Linked DNA regions of Zea mays: region 1 is linked to region 2. A link is a contact called in public Hi-C data. All regions are on one chromosome and are shown on one strand. The core of a region is the stretch at or near the end of the contact, and the rest is flanking DNA. Distances in the headings are between cores, read along the strand shown. Region 1 holds the start of LOC103627657 (fimbrin-4). Region 2 holds the start of LOC100277641.

Region 1 (2,700 bases), core at 150-2,649, 220 kb after region 2:
TAGGTGCCGCCCGGCGCGAGCACACGGCGATTTGGCTTATGGACGCTTAGGCTATTCACAATAGAGGTTTTATAAGGTGTTTTATGTATTAATTAGTCTGCCATATCAGCTATTTTAATGACATGTCACATCATTTAAGAAAAAAGAGTTTTATAAAGTTTCATGGGGACGAAACCATGTTAACTCGTTTCCAAGATCTTGGAAAATGTGTGAAACCTCCACTGAGAGTGTTTTGTTTCATCTTCATATAATTGAGTAAATCCTATTGGTCATTTATATGCAGCATTTAAGAAGTATGTTGACATATGAAATAGTGAGATGAAACTCTCTATTGAGAGAGTATTTCATTCATCCATAAATTTGATGTGGTATTTTTGGAAACAGAGACATGAAATCCCCATTGTGAGTAGCCTTACGCCATGCGGCGTGCAAGCCTGGCGATCTGGAATGTTTAAGGCGTTAGCTGGACGCTGGGAAGTGGGAACGACAGCGCGAGACAATTTTGACAGGATCGGAGGAGCGCAATTGTCAGCTAGGCTCCGCCGAGGGCCACCGGCCACCATGCGTCCATGCGATGGTTGCTTGTTTGCCGTCCCCGTCTACTTTATTAATTTACTGTGATCTGATCTCCCCAACCCCAAGGTGTTTCCGACGTTTCCCTTTCATGTCTGATGCGTGACGGCAGTAGCTGAATTGTGGCCCATGCAGCTCATGCCGCGTGCAACCGAGGTATAGTAGCTGAAATGTTCGTTCTGACGCGACGCGAAGTAGACGAGTTAGAGTATCGCGTTGGAAGTCGCAATCGGAACACGCCAATCCAAGGCCGGTGACGCTTTCGGCAACACAAATCGCAAGGGCTGAAGGGCCAAGGAGGCAAGGACACGCTGTCAGGCGGTGGGAAGTGCCGAATTGTCGGTCCGCTGGACCTGGGATAAGAGCTGGCCCTGGACCCTGGCCGGTGCACTCTTTTGGCTTCTGAAGAATCCCTGTGTAATAACACGCGGGTCACCAGTAACTGTAAACTGTGTACCAACTTTAATTCTAAACTGTTCTCTGTTTGCAGCAACGACCCAACGACACAGATTGTTTCAACTGCTCAGGGCCTTTGTTCCGTACAACCTGTCTGTGTTTATGAACCAAAGCGCCTGTTTTTTTTGGAACGAACCCCTGAGTTTTGTGATGAATTTGATGGTTAATGCAAGTCTGCTTTCTGGGCAACATTTCTTCTACACGAACACTAGCACATGCACAAAAGGTCTACTGAATTCAGCCCTGAATAAAAAGAGCAGCATAGAAATGTTCCCTGAACAGTTTTTGACAGGAGGAGCGCAATTGTCAGCTTGGAAGCAATACAGTACTGCTGCATACAGGAAGGTGGAAAAAAAGAGCAGCAGATTCCACGATTCCAATGGCTTAACCCCGAGGAAACCTAATTCGGCGACAGGAAGGTGGGAAAAACAGCAGCAGTTTCAACGGTTCCAATGGCTTAACCCCGAGGAAACCTAATTCGGCGACAGGAAGGTGAATAAACAAACGCGAGAAACCGACCCCACCCTGCCCTTACCTCCTCTTCTCGTCTCCACCACTTCCCCTCTGCGCCTCGGCCCCCACGAAATCTGGAGACCAGGACGCCATTGCTCACCTTTTCCGTCCAGCGCAAGGAAACCGCGCGCCAGAGAGGGTGAGGGATTGCCGTCACCAATCCGGAAGGCATCTCCTCGCCGCGCCGTCTCTTCGTCGGGACGCGCCATCTCCTCACTTCTTCTTTTTTCAGGGGCTCCATTACATCCAGGTCGCGTGACCGCTCTGATCTGGATTCGTCTTGCAGCCGCTTCAGGCGCGCGTGGAATCGCCCCGTGGCCGGCGGGGATGTCCGGATTCGTCGGGGTCGTCGTGTCCGACCCTTCGCTGCAGGGGCAGTTCACGCAGGTCGAGCTCCGATCGCTCAAGGCCAAGGTGATGTTCGCATCCGCGGGCTGGTTCTTCGTTCCCCTACCTCTGCGCCGGAAACTGCAGTTGTTCGCCAGGTTTGTTCACTGTGTAATTTTGATTTACGGGTGGTGTGGTGCAGTTCGTGTCTCTGAAGAGAGATTCCGGCCATGTCACCACTAAGAACCTGCCGGGGCTGATGAAGAAGCTGAGGGGGCTCAATGAGGTGGTCTCCGAGGAGGAGATCGCGGCCTTCCTGTCGGAGTCGTACCCTGATAGCGATCACGAGATTGAATTCGAATCCTTCCTCCGGGTACACACATCGCGGTGTTTCTCTGATTGTAATGTCGACTGGAATGGATTGCTGTCCTCAATTGTTCTGACGGGACTAGGGAATCTGGTGCGGTGTTGTTGCAGGAGTATCTTAATCTGCAGGCTCAGGTGAGTGCCAAGGAAGGTGGTGCCGGCGGTGGCAGGGGTGGCAAGCCGTCGTTTCTCAAGTCCAGCATCACTACGCTGCTGCACAATCTCAACCAGGCAGAGAAATCTTCGTATGTCGCACACATCAATACTTACCTCCGTGAAGACCCATTCCTGAAGAAGTACTTGCCCATCGAACCGTCTGGAAATCAGCTGTTCGATCTCATCCGGGATGGGGTTCTGCTCTGGTCAGATGATTCTCTTTTTCTAGTTATTATTGGTAGCAGACTGCATTCTCTTTTCTCGTGAAACAGAAGTTATCTGAGACTAGACGTTTCTGATGGTTGTTCA
Region 2 (2,700 bases), core at 33-2,532:
TTCTGCCGGGATCGGCCAGTAACTCTTCTCCAGGTGCACCTAGAAGCTTCCCGTCTGGCCAATTTTCTTTATTTCAGCCTGGAACGTGAGTTGATTTGATCTCCGATCCCTCGGTCCCTGTCGACGAACATATACACCGCATATACCTGCCTGCCATCTTCCACACGGCACGCCTGGCGGATACCGCGCTTGCAACCAAAGCGTTCGTGAAGTAAATTTGAAGACTTCTTTCCTTTTTTCCTTTGTGGAAGGAAACCTACGGTACGTGGTACGTGGCCCTGTTTGCACTGCTGCCCGTAGCCGTAGCCGTAGTCGAGTCGACCCTCTTCCGTCACCCTACGCCGCATGTGTACTGCGCTGGCTTAAACTGCGTCCGGCCGGCTCTGGGCAGGTGTACGCGCGCGCGCGCACGTACCGATCTGTACGTGTACGGCAGCTGCCATTATTGACCCCCCACGAGAACGTAGGCAATACGGTATTACGATCGAGTCGGCAACAAGGAACAATCAACACGAGCGTCCATGTTTTGTCAAGGGAGAAAGAAAGAAAAAAAAAGGAGCGGTCATGGCGAGTGATTTTTTTTATATGCTAGCGTTGTATATGTCACTTATAGCCAATCTAGCATTCCACGTATAAAGAGAGTATCTCACAAAGTTTCTTCAAAACCAATTTCTCGTTATTAAGCTAGCTACGGGTTTATTACAGGCTGTTTGTTTTCCCTTTTATGTCCTGCGATCTCGGCTTAAATCTGACGTGATAACTCATGCAGACAGCCTCTAGGCTCTAGCAACTCGAGCTCAACTAAAAAAGTTGCGATTACTCGTCGCCAATTCTGGTTACGCTGAGCCTGAGGGTGACGCACGCGACGGCGTACGCGTACTGCATCCGTGCGTGACGTTGCGTACCATGTCCGATTATATCGGTCTGTCGCGTGGCCGGTGTGTCGGTCGGCGGTGGCGGCGTGCGGGGGACGCGTCGCGGTTGCGCGCGCGCCAATCGACGCCGGGTGGGCCGTGGGCGTCACCAGACCCGAGGTCGTGGGTGGGATGGAGATGGAATGGAACCGCGTTCGCGTTGCGCGCGCGCGCGCGTGCGTCGAGACCCAGACCGAGACGGCCAGACCTCCCACCCTCACGCCGCGCCACCTGCGTCATCCGCGCGCCCGACGTGTCGCGCCTCGACACCCCACGCGTCGCCAAGCGATCGCCCGCGCGGCCGCGACCGTGACCCGCGAACCCACGCCACCTCCTTATATACACCGCCTTCTCCTTCTCCCCATACCGTCCCCGTCTCACCGCACTGCCTTGCCCCCTACTCTGCCTCGCTTAGCTTAGCCGCCGCTGCTACGCACTCTCGCCGTCCTTGTTCCCGCGTCGCTCTGCTCGCGATGGCGTCCCGCGTTGCAGTGCTGCTCGTGGCCGTGGCGGCCGTGCTGTTCGCCGCGGCGTCGGCGCAGGAGATGGACCTGGGCGTGCCGCCCGCGCCGGCGCCCGACACGGGCGCGGCAGCGGGGGCCGCGGCGTCGGTCCTGGCCGTGGCTTGCTCTGCCGTCTTCTTCATCCTCGTCGCCGGTGGCCTCGTGCAGTAGGCGCTGCCGTCGACGTGGTGGCTAGCTGCTGGTTCGGGGTCAGGCGGAGCCCTGTTCGATCGTTTTCGCCTTAGTTAGTAGTAGAAGTAGCAGTCATGGGCTGTGTTGATTGTGTCCCTGTCTCCCCCTGGTGGGCGTTGTGATCTTGTGCTATTGCTTATTCTTTTTGTACCATACTGCATTGTTCGACGTATACCTTGTGTTGAGGCGTGTGTTGTATGAATAAAGACGATGGATCTCGTTCGTCAATCGTCATTAGGATTGCTGGGTTCCATGTTCTGTTCATTTGCGATAGAAATCTCCCAAACATACCCGCAAAAAAAAAAAAAAGAATTTCCTACCAATTTCTAGACAAATACCGTGTTTGTGTGTTTGTGTCACGTGAGTCGTACAACCGAAAAGGATCTTCTACGGTTCTACTCTTAACCGTCCCCTTAACCGTCCCGACGAAACATAGAACATTCCATCAACAAAGCTGATGAGAGGTGTACGTATGTTCTCTCAATCTCAATAAAAGAGATGAAATATTTCGGGCTTGTTCGGTTAGCTCTCAATCCATGTAGATTAAGTGGGATTGGATGGGTTTAAATATCAAACAAGTTAAACTTCTTCTTAATTTTTTCCAATCACATCCAATCCATGTGTATTGGGAATAACCGAATAAGGCTGTATTGGGAATAACCGAATAAGGCCTTCGTGGTAAAGAATACCCATAGCTGGGTTTAACTGAACTTAGTTCCACGCGCCATAGCAGGCGAGCAGCACTAAAGATCGAGATTAACATTTCTCCACTCTTCAATTACAGAGCAATAGAGCATTTCTCGGGGCTGGAAAAACGAAATGCTAGAGATGCTGCAACAAACGAGGATCACCAGTATTGGGTATAGTTAAGTTTGGTCACAACCACCAATCAGGTACCAACCCGGATAGAAAATGCTAGCTTCCAAGTGGAAGTGGCACGATTGGGACTGCTTCCTTCTGATGATTTGAACATTCAGCGAAAAGATAAAATTCAGAAATGACTGCCCTCTTTTTTTTGGATGTTTTTTATAATATCCATTACAAAGCGAAATCCAAGGTTGCCTGCTCGGTCAACGAACTCCAATCGAACT

Evidence for each region. A called contact is a pair of places that touch in the nucleus more often than the background predicts.
Region 1: a Hi-C map of tassel shows a contact between it and region 2, with 4 times the contacts expected there. The contact joins the promoter of LOC103627657 here to the promoter of LOC100277641 in region 2. A contact is called at or near these places in 9 of 25 Hi-C or Micro-C datasets (bundle sheath, ear, endosperm and 3 more) and 1 of 3 datasets of contacts at active chromatin or transcription factors (leaf).

Annotation. Positions count from the first base shown.
Region 1 is chr5:211,665,354-211,668,053 of Zm-B73-REFERENCE-NAM-5.0, forward strand. LOC103627657 (fimbrin-4) reads left to right here and starts at 1,400. Exons shown (of 15, transcript XM_035959267.1): 1 at 1,400-1,710; 2 at 1,829-1,956; 3 at 2,072-2,242; 4 at 2,347-2,597. The coding sequence starts at 1,870.
Region 2 is chr5:211,441,186-211,443,885 of Zm-B73-REFERENCE-NAM-5.0, forward strand. It overlaps LOC100277641, which reads left to right and starts at 1,283. Exons shown (of 1, transcript NM_001363575.1): 1 at 1,283-1,837. The coding sequence starts at 1,388. The coding sequence ends at 1,588. It overlaps LOC100279601, which reads right to left. Exons shown (of 6, transcript NM_001152598.1): 6 at 2,238-2,700.